Regions from separate parts of the Zea mays genome. Here regions 1 and 2 are each linked to region 3. The links are chromatin contacts, called in public Hi-C maps. All regions are on one chromosome and are shown on one strand. Each heading gives the region's core, a stretch centred on a gene start, on an enhancer-like site or on the middle of the called end of the contact. The rest is flanking DNA. Distances are from core to core; before and after follow the strand shown. Region 1 has its middle 51 kb from the start of LOC118476908. Region 2 holds the start of LOC118476908. Region 3 has its middle 27 kb from the start of LOC732827.

Region 1 (3,575 bases), core at 277-2,776, 280 kb before region 3:
AGACCGCTTTGCCTAAGTGGTAAGAAAGACTATTGTGCCTGTTTGGTTCAGATTTTTCTGAACAGCTTTTCTGAGAATCTGGCTGTGGTAAGAATTTGGCTGTGTAGAGAATCTGAGTATCATTAAGATTACGTGCGGAGGAAGATAAAGATATCCATATGACTCAGGATCTAGAAAGTGACAGATTCTTACTATTGCAACGACTGAACCGATTATGTGTTTATGTTGATTTTGAATGGTTTGTACCCTAACGAATTTTATAGAAGCTGACTGAAAAGCTGAGCGTTTGGCAGTCCGTAGCAGCTTTTGGTGGCCAGAAGCTGCAAGAAGCTGAAACAAACAGGGGCATTGTAAGTTGCCTCAGGACGGGCATGCAGTCAGTCGCCCCACCACCGCGGAGCGGCATGGACTAATGTGAAAAAAAGTTACATACATGTCCCTGCAGTGCAGCCCCTGTTGGACGACCTGCTATTTTTTTTTGGCTGCGGGGCATGGTTTTAAGATTTCAGATATTTTTAAAATATATAAAAAAAGCTACCATGAGGATGGATCGAGGGAGTCGCTGTTGAACGTTCATGGTGGACCGAGGCAGGCCTTTGTTGTTGGGACTTAGGGCATGTTTGATTTACTGCCTAACTTACCACACTTTTTCTAATTTTTTTTTTGTTTAAAGTTAGTTTTTCAATTCGAACGATTAATTTTAGGCAAAGTATAGCACAGTTAATTCTTTCGTCAAGATTGAAAATGACAACGAACTGCTACTAGTTTTTTTGGGCCAATATTTCAGGACATTCCTGCGCTATCTTGCTTTGCTTTAATAAGTCGACCGATTTTGCGTCACAGCTGACGACTTCATCAACACGAAGGATTCGGTAGTGTCGACGGCCGCGTCATCCTTGTTTCGACCGTCTTGTACGAACGCACTAATGGACTGTTTAGTTCGCGACTAATTGTGCCACACTTTGCCTAAGTTTAGTCGTCCAAATTGAAGAACTAACCTTAGTCAAAAAAGTTAGGCAAAATATGTAAAGTTAGGTAGTAAACCAAACAAGCCTTTAAGTCTGGCAGTGTACCACAAATTTTCCAGCTGTCCACCTGGTTGAACTTTACAAATTAGATGATGGCTAAAGTGAGAGAGACAATATCCATGTGTTACTGATTAATACATCCCATTCATAAATATACGATACCGTTGATTTTTTCGAAAACATTGATCGGTTATCTTATTTAAAATATTTATTTAAAAATATAAAAATTTTAAGTCAAGTATAAACAAACTATCTTAAGTGATAAAACAAATAAAAATAATAATATATTATTTTTAATAAGAAGAGTGGTTAAAGGTTTTTAAAAAAATTTAATGGTATTATATATTCACGATCGCCAATATCAAATTTCAATCCGACGCAATATGCGGAGATACAAATTGCCACTCACATGATGACGGCCGCCACGTACGTACCGCAGGGGCACGTGTGGCGTGGCTAGGTGTGCGACTACGCGTACGCGCTCCCACGCGCGCGCGCGCCCTCAAGCCCAACAGGCGCGCGGGCATGGCGGCTCCTGATGTCCCTGCGGCTGTCTTGTAGTCGTAGTACTGCCACTGCAAGCTCGCAGTCAACGTCTCCGTACATCTCCGTGTGCGCCGCTAATCTCGCGCGCGGCCCCCCTGCTCTTATTCTGGGACCTGCTGTCGGCCGCGCCAGCCTCCACCGTGGGCACGCAGGCGCCAGGCAGAGGCAGGGACCTCGTCGACCGCTCAAGATGGCGCCGCTCCGGGAGACATGATGGTGCTCTCGCTTCGGGCGGCGGCCATGTCGGCAGGCGGCGTGGCTCGCATGCTGATTTGTCTGCGCGCAGCTGTGGCTGGTTGCTGATTGGTCAAAGCATCAAAGGGAACGGCCTGGCATGTTAGTAGATCTTGCTCGCATGATCGCATCAGGGAGATCAAGTGATGAACAAGCTCATGCTTAATTTAACTGATGAAGAGGCCTCAAGTGCGCTGGCGGCGGCTGATTGGTGTCCTTATCTATCATTGGTGTCCTTATCTATCATCGTTGAAGAAAAATGCTTAAACAACGTTTTTTTAAGAGGATTGCATTTTTTTACCCAGCATGTTGACAACTAAAAGTGATAAGGGCTTAAGAAAAACTCTGTGATAATCTTCCTAGCGTTGAAACAATGAAGAAAAGCATTTGGAACATTAGAGCATCTCCAAAAGGCGCCTTAAAATCTTTCTTACACTGAAATTTTATGGAAAAAAAAAAGAAAATTCAAGCCTCCAACGCGTCCCTTAAACCACTCCCATCTTGCTGAATGGGATTGATCACAGCATGTCTATGGGTTTGAGCAGTCCACTCGAGGAGCAGGAATCACTAAATGTGGGCACAGGTAGGAGCACAAAAGGAAACAAAGAAAAGGTTGAAGAATTTTAACGACAAGGAGGATTTGTTACTTGTGAGTGCTTGGTTGAACATCAGTACCGATCCGATTGAAGGCAGAAATCAAAAGCGTTCTGCTTATTGGGCTAGGATATATGATTTCTTCCATGTCGAGAACGAAGGAAATCATACTGGATCGAAGCCAAAATTCACTTATGCGTCGATGGTTCACTATCCAAGAGTCCGTGAATAAGTTCTGTGGTTGCGGATTGAGGGTAGAAATGAAAGTGGAAAGACATTTGAAAACAAGGTAATTCATTATGTACTAAATCTTGTTTTTAATATGCATGACAGGAACTAATACCTCAATATGTGCAGCTCGCTGATGCATGCACTTTGTACAAGGCAGATGGATAAAGATAACAGGTCATTTTAATTCATTCATTGCTGGAACATTTTACGAAATGAGCCGAAATGGAATGACAAGTTGAACCAACTAGCTGCAAATAAATCTTCTAACCACAAACAGAATGTTGATGGTCTAATAGATTTAACTAGGGCTGGAAACGAGCCGAGCTGAGCTCGGCTCGGCTCGGCTCGGTGCAGCTCGGTGGCTGACCGAGCTCGGCTCGGCTCGGCCATTCCACGAGCTAGGGAGGCAGGCTCGGCTCGTGAGCCACACCCTGATATATATAATTCCATTATATAGTAAATTATTAGTATGTAAATATGAAATATATAGATATCATTCATCATTATGAGTAATCTAAATTATTAATTGTCAAATATATATCATGAAATGCTAAGGAATAAATTGGATATCTATAAAATTAGATAATATTCATCATTATTCTACATATTAAATAATTTGGCACAGCTCGCGAGCCGGCTCAGCTCGGCTCGGCTCGCTCGAGACTCGCGAGCCTCGAACTTATTTTCTAGCTCTAGATTTAACAACCAACTTTAATGGTGAGAATGGTACCCTTGTCAACAATGAGAATGCATGTCCAGAGGGTGATGCAACTAAGAGGCCGAATGGGAGGAAGAAGGCTAAGCAAATGCTAAGCCATGGTGGAGGTGATTCATGCATCGAGACAGTTGACCATTTGTGGGAGAAAAAGAAAGGCTGATGCAAACAAAGAACTTAGCAAGCCAGAAAGATTTTACCAATCACTAGAAACTGAGAAGGAGAGG
Region 2 (3,673 bases), core at 1,167-3,666, 330 kb before region 3:
GTTACTATATTTATCCGTGGACTCGCACCACAGTTTGGAGATATAATTCTTGATGTGGGCGCTGCTGGTAGACCACTGCATGTGTCTGCAAGCCGGCCATCATATTTGTCTAATTATTTTATGAACTGAAGTAATAATTCAATTGCAAATGTACCTGGTGCAGCTCTGTGCAATGACGCAGAATTATCATCGCCTGCTTCTTCTTCTCTGCCGTCATCCATTGTAAACAATGCAATACAATCAGCCGCCACGTTCCTTTTTATATGCCCTGAGCTAACCAATCCCGTGTACAATGTTTACGCTATTTAGTTCGGTCAATTACGTACTATAAAGTTTGTTCCTGCATGCCAGGAGATATTGTCGGACTGGTGATAACAACTCGAGAGAATTTATCGCGGTTTGTTGAAACAGATTTATATTTACTGAAGTATATGCAACCAGTTACGCCATTGCATGTACATATTTATGCCTCGCGTTTCTGCTTACGTGCATGCTGGGCGATATTTTCGGGAGGCTTCGGTTATCGTTCACGATTTTATCGCGTATATCATTTTACGCTAAAATACACAAGGGTTTACGATCTCTTGTCTTATGATTTACGCTGTGGTTCGACCAGACCATAAACCGCCGAACAAACCTGCGGTTTGATCGATTCCGTCTAATTGGCTGGGGCTTCCCGATACTAATAGAAGCCCTAGGCTTCCATTAGTTCGTCCCTATATATATATATATATATATATATATATATATATATATATATATATATATAATCCTCGTTGTTGCACTCTGTCATCATGTACATGCACTGAACTTGCTCCAGTTTTCAGTGTTCTTGCTGCTGCTTGCACTCTCCTAACCTTTTCAGACCACAGAAAACAAGAAATTAAAATAAAAACCTAATCATCACCCCTCGACGACTCCTCGAAATACTACCCAAAAAAAATGACACGTACGTATCGTTTGACCGGCTCTAAAAACACGGCTGGTTGCAAAAACGAATGTTCATTCGCTATATTTCGCATGCGTCAAGGGCCATCCATATTTTGTCTAGATGCAACGCCCCAAATGCAAGGAGATAGACGTTCTTATCATTACGTACCGATCGAGTAAGCGTTCGTGTTTGACCAGTCGATCTCTCCCGGCCTTGACAGTTCAGTTGCCCATGCATAGCAAGGGCCCCCACGGCGCCCTCCTTTGCTTATGAAGCTGGAGAATGATCTCGCTTGCTTTTCCACTCAACGTTTAATTCAGTGTTCAGTAGTAACTTTGAAGCTATAATATAATATAATGCTGGTGTTCTGTGGCGCTGATGGGTCCGTGTCAGAGCACTGTTACTTGAGCAGCACAACTGATGTTCATCTTGCAAGATCACGGTGACATGGTTAGTTGATGCTTAATTCCTAAGGTTGCCAGGTATCCAGTGCAGCGAGGAGGGCCGGGATACTGTCTGAAATTTCCTGCTGTCCATAGATCGATTGTTTATTACTTACTGGTCGAGTCATCAGTCGTAGGGGTATGAGTTGCAATTCAGCTGTCGGCTATAACGGCTGGCTACAGAGCAGCAGAGGTCGACGCAAGAGGTGCGCCTGAACGAAGCTTAGCTTTTCGCTCTCCGAGTTCTGGATGGTCCAAAGCAATCTGAAAAAACGGCACACGCTTCAGCTACTACGACCTTTTTCCCTAGCTAGTACTTTCACCGTACGTACGTAGCGATGAATGAACAAAGGCTCAGCGCCCCGTTGATGAGAAAGCCATCGAGATCGGAGCACTAGTTCTCGGATGAAGTAAACAATGGTCTACGTGTATATATATACGTGCAGTGCATCTCTTACGAGTTGATAGCTTTGTCCCACGCTTGGAGATGGCCAGCTGTCCGCTCTACTTTGTCGTCGTTCATGCATTTATTTACCACTCACAATAGGAAAATTAGAAATCTCCGACGGCTATTCCTTACGACCGTCGGACGTAAGTTATGTTCGTCATAGGATATAAGTCTTTGGCCGTCAAATATAAATTATGTCCAATAGTTTAGGATTTCCGACGGCTTTTGCCGTCGGAAATTTTATCTCTTAGGGTTAGTTTGGAAGCTAAAAAACAAGAGAGAATTAGAGGGGCTATCCTTTTCTTATTCAATTTTTAATAAGAAGGAGATTTTAGCCTCTCCAGTCCTCTCCGGTTTTATGACTCCCAAACTAATCCTTACTGTAGTGACTGTAATTCACTATTAAAGGTGGGTGATGGCCGCCCACGCACGGATTAATTACCATCTCCAAAGCAACTCCCGGGTAGAAGAATAGTAGGAGTTTGTCAAGGGGGGTTGTATTTCTCTCCAACTAATCGCGAGTCATCTCGTCCTCCTCTATATAGGGACTTCTCTACCTCTCTATTTTGCTCTGTCCACAACACTTAGCTATAGGGCCACCAACTCCTGCGCGCCTCCAACCTTTTTCCTGACAAAACCTGATCTGAAGGAACCTGCATTGTTACTCATATATTTCCACAATGAAGGTTGGAAGCCAGATGAAGCAGATGAACAAGTCTCTGAGGGAGAAGAGGGCCAAGCTCTACATCATCCGCCGCTGCGTGGTCATGCTTCTCCGCTGGAGTGATTGATCCGCCATGATCGATCGTCCCCCGCTTGTTCCAGTCGGCCGTCGTCGTCTCGTCACCCCCGGCCCCTCGCCGGTTTTTTGGATCTTTTTTTGGCCCCCGCCATTGCGGTTGCGGTAGGCCTTCAGATTCCAGCGTGCGTACGTGCGCCACACGGTGCTCTACTGCTCCATGCATGGTATAGCATTTTAGGACGGGACGACGACGACCGGCCGGCGCGCCGGTTGATTGATTGATCGATCTTAATTTTCCTTGGCATTTGTTTTGCCCCCTGCGCCCTGCATGCTGTCTCTCTTTCGTTAGAGGCTAATTAAAAAGGGCGTGAGGACGCATTCGACTACGTACGGCTACTACGTGCATGTGGTTGATATGCATTTCTTGCCAACTGATGATAGATGCTGAAGGCTGCTGCTGCCTGCTGTGCTATTAATTTGTATCGTTGCAAGAGAGTCGCATTGCCCCGGCCCCAAGGGTTACAGAACAACTCATCACCCTGGCCCCTGTAATTTGACGGTCGAGATAATAAGGCTGCAAGAATATATTTTTCTAGTCCTTTTTTATTATTATATTGTTGTTGTTGTTGCACCGAGAGTGCTCATTTTTTCTTGTTACACTGGGTTGTACTGAAAGTGATCAGCCAGAACTGTTCTGATACGTACGGCCGGGAGTTGTAGTGTCTAAATAAGGCTGCGCGAGATGGATTCGAAATGGAAAAAAAAGCAAAATATAGTTTCCTACACATGATCTGGATATATTAATTCTGGATTTCTAGCTTGACCTATATCTCGCTCCAACGTAATACGACCAGATGGCTTACAGATCGAGGAAATTAAGATGGGGGCATATCGTTCTTTTAGAATTTTAATTCTACCGTTGCTTTAGCCACCAAATTAAAAGATAAGATGATCACCGGACAAAGTCCATCGGTACAGGTTGGGAACCAACTATAATACCGGATATTCAATCGGTACTGGATAACCCGGACCAGAGCGTATCAAACTTTAGTCATCTTTACATTATCCGATACTAAAGAGAATGTATCCTACACACATGATCTATTTGT
Region 3 (3,476 bases), core at 522-3,021:
TTCATATTCCATTCTCAAACAAAATTCTAATGTGGATATAGATTCTACTATTTTTAATATTATCATTTATTTTCCTCCATTTTCCAACTTTTTTTAGAAGTAACAAAATACTATTACACTTTCTTTTCTCATTTTCTCTTTTATATTTTCATTTATAAATTGAGATCAAATTCATGTTTTCAATAAAATGCATGATACCACATCATCAACAAGAGATGAACCCTTCTTTATTTATTTATTGGTTACTTAATTAATTTAATAACAATGATTGATTATATATAAAAGGGTCCCAATAAATTCTCAAAGGTTTTAAAAATTCTAGAAACACTATCATAAAAATATTTATTTCTTTATTTTATTTTTTTATCAATTTTGGGCTTTACAGCTTCCTTCTTCTACTTCTTATTGGCTGGTTCAAAACATGAGTCGGCTGTAATTGGGAGCACCAGCTTCGTAGCCCATGGTGCCACAACTTAGTCACCTTGCGAAGCCATTGTTGTGATCGTGGAAGTGAGTTCACTGGAGGTGCGCGCCAATATTGTTCTCTTGTTCTCAAATACTGTGAATCAAGAACAAGACAACATAATTGTTAAAGATTAGGGACCTTCTTCCTTCGAGGCATCATCTCCTTTTGAATATAATGATCTTCAAATGAAGGTCATAAAGGATGCACCTTCATCATTCGCAAGAATAACAATTCATAGGGATGGAAAATATTATCCATTCATATGTCAATTCATATATTTATTTCATGATAAACATATGGATATTAATAAGATTTATGTTACATTGATACCTTCGGCTTGTTCGAAGGTGTTGACGCAAGAGCGATTACAATCCAGCGTGGATAGTACGTGGGTACTGTTCACCTATTTATAGACACAGGACGTAGCCCAGGTAAAATACATTTATGACCTTAATATGTACACATAATCGTAACATAAATTATTAGGGATTAACTAGTATTTTCCTCTTTGGCTCGGTATTATACTTGACCTTCGTTGCCATTCTAAGCCGAAGCTGTCATCCTTCGGTTGTAGCTTCGGCATTCGTTGTTATTATTTTCAGATAATGTCTTTGTTTCCGGGATCTTCGGCAGGAAAAAAGATACTTATCATCTCTAATAGTATTATACACATACATATATATTTATCGTAGTTTTACTATATTATTTTTAGATTAAATTAAATATAAAAAGCCTAAATTACTAACACGTAAGTCTGTAAAAAAATCAAATACAAACAGTCATCTATCTATATGTATTAATTCATGTCTGCATCTGGCCACACAAGCGTAATGTACACGTCTTCCTGCCTTTTATGTCGCTAGCTTCGACAGACGCTGGACTTCTTTTTTGATGACTACGAACCCTGGACTTGATCAGTCTGCCATTTGACACTACAAATTGGCTTCAAAGGAAAAAGACAGGTATGGAAGAGAAGAAAAAAAATATCAAAACAGCAGCAAGTGGGAAAAAAGAAAGAAAGAGACAAAACGAGCAAACGGCAGGATGAAAGCTAACACGTCTCAGCCTTATCCAATCCACATCCACTGCAGGCCAGCAGGCGCGGACGCGGCCCAATCGATCACACGCGTCCTTCTGTCGGACGGTCGGCGCGTGCTCTTGCCCTGCTGCGCCTGCGCGTGTCGCGGTTTCCAGTTCCACAATTTTCACGGCACCTCCTCGAAGCTCGCCGTCAGCACGGATAGACCTTTTCTATTCGATTCCTATACTAATCCACTTGCCACAGAGGATGCGGTTATGCGGAGCCAGTTTCTTCGTCTCTATGGTAGTGTGTGACGCTTGTCCCGTGTGCGTGCGTGAGCACTGAGCTAGCAACGGCTTTTGAGGGCTTCTAGAAGCTGGATGGCTCATGCATCAACACCTCGAGAGGCTCATTAGAAAAACCAATTTATTCTTATTTTCAGAAATAGCTTTTTAAAGAAGCATCCTATTTATAGTTAGAAGGTTCCCTTTAAAATCTCATGCAAACATTCTACCAAACCGACAAGCTTATTTGTTGGCTTCTCTATAACTAGTTGTGTGCCCACGCGTTGCAACAGGAGTACTTTGGGATGAGCATCGACACATATCTGATCGGATCTTATATTTTCTTGGGGCCCAAAGAAAGTTTGCTCGGAAGCCAAGCATGCAAGCTGGCAGTCTGTCATGATATAATCCTTAATTCCTTATCAAAACAAAATAGTAAGACATTTGATTGCATCATACTCGACAAAATTAGTTTTTATTAGTTGCGACATCACCCAACAGAACGTACATGTATACAATACAGCTACGAGCGCGTGAAAGAAAGCTTACTTCCTGTAGGAGATTGCCTTCAGCTGCATTGTAGATTCTAACAAGAGTCCCCTTGGTGCTAGCAGTCGCAATGAGCCTCCCATCCTACGACAATGCAAAGCACGCGACACGGGAAGTGTGTGCATTGATAAACTTGGTCTTCCTTGCCTTATAGTGTTCCACCCTAACCTGCCCCTTCTGGGCACCAGGGCAAACAAGAACAATGGACCCAGGCTACTGTGACACGGCGCATAGGCCCTTGGGGTTGCTCAAAGTGTGCGGTGTGCTAGCGGGAGAGCAGGTGGGCACGAGCATCGCGAAAGACGTTGCGCGCATGGAGCTTCCGCAGAGGTAGGCCGGCTTGGTCGGGGTTTGCGGGTGGGTGGGGGTGGGGGTTGCCACGCGCAGAGGGGAGGCAGGGGCAGTCTACACTAATACCTTAATAGTTAGTAGAGATAGAGAAGATATAGAGATAGAGATTAGTAGAGATTATTTATTTCCTAATAACATAAAGTTTATTATTGAAGTCTTAAATATTTTAAATATAGTTTATTTTAATGTTTAAGGCTCTATCTTATAGTCCTTGTTAGAGATGCTCTAATAAGCTCTAATAGATAAATTTGTGTTGAATAATCGATGAACGAGTCTCCATCTCTAAGAGTATGTTTGAATTGGATCCTCTTAGCCTCTTAGGCAGATAGCTGCCTATCGTACAAAATCATTGGCTTGGGACGCTGCCTAGATGCTCCGTTGAGGAGAAAGGAAGGATTCCACCAAGAACTGCAGAGGCAGAACCTCTACTCCTCGCACCTCTCACGCTCCAAGGTGGCGGCGCGATGGACGGCGGAGGCGCTGCCTCCGTCTGCGAGGAGAAAGAAAGGATTCCCCTAAGAAGCACCGCACGGATACAGACCCTCTGCTCCTCGCACCCCTCACGCTCCAAGGCAGTGGTGCTGCCTCGTCCGTTGCCTCCACCTTCATGCCCCACGCCAGGATCAGTAAGGCGAGATGTGGAGGCTATCCTTGGCCGCAGGGGAGGGCGCCGCGGGGGAGGGGGCAGGGGCGGGGATGGGTGTGGGCGTGGAGGAGGGCGTCGACCAGACGGACGAGGAGTCATCGCTCTCCTCGCCATCGGAGGGGGTGGGGCCGATCGAGGTGGTGAGGGGCGTCGGTGCCA

Evidence for each region. A called contact is a pair of places that touch in the nucleus more often than the background predicts.
Region 1: a contact with region 3 is called in a Hi-C map of leaf, with 5 times the contacts expected there. The contact joins two enhancer-like sites. A contact is called at or near these places in 3 of 25 Hi-C or Micro-C datasets (bundle sheath, leaf and leaf mesophyll).
Region 2: a Hi-C map of bundle sheath shows a contact between it and region 3, with 3 times the contacts expected there. The contact joins the promoter of LOC118476908 here to the enhancer-like site in region 3. A contact is called at or near these places in 2 of 25 Hi-C or Micro-C datasets (bundle sheath and leaf).

Annotation. Positions count from the first base shown.
Region 1 is chr4:62,581,137-62,584,711 of Zm-B73-REFERENCE-NAM-5.0, reverse strand. No RefSeq gene overlaps it. Among protein-coding and RNA genes, the nearest start is that of LOC118476908, 51 kb to the left of the region's middle. Within about 2 kb of position 1,526, at least 12 of the 20 cell types and tissues checked have an H3K27ac peak or open chromatin away from gene starts, as enhancers often do. A contact at or near this core is called in bundle sheath, leaf and leaf mesophyll, where this site is marked.
Region 2 is chr4:62,633,019-62,636,691 of Zm-B73-REFERENCE-NAM-5.0, reverse strand. LOC118476908 reads left to right here and starts at 2,416. Exons shown (of 1, transcript XM_035967279.1): 1 at 2,416-2,712. The coding sequence starts at 2,503. The coding sequence ends at 2,613.
Region 3 is chr4:62,302,171-62,305,646 of Zm-B73-REFERENCE-NAM-5.0, reverse strand. No RefSeq gene overlaps it. Among protein-coding and RNA genes, the nearest start is that of LOC732827, 27 kb to the right of the region's middle. Within about 2 kb of position 1,771, at least 16 of the 20 cell types and tissues checked have an H3K27ac peak or open chromatin away from gene starts, as enhancers often do. A contact at or near this core is called in bundle sheath, leaf and leaf mesophyll, where this site is marked.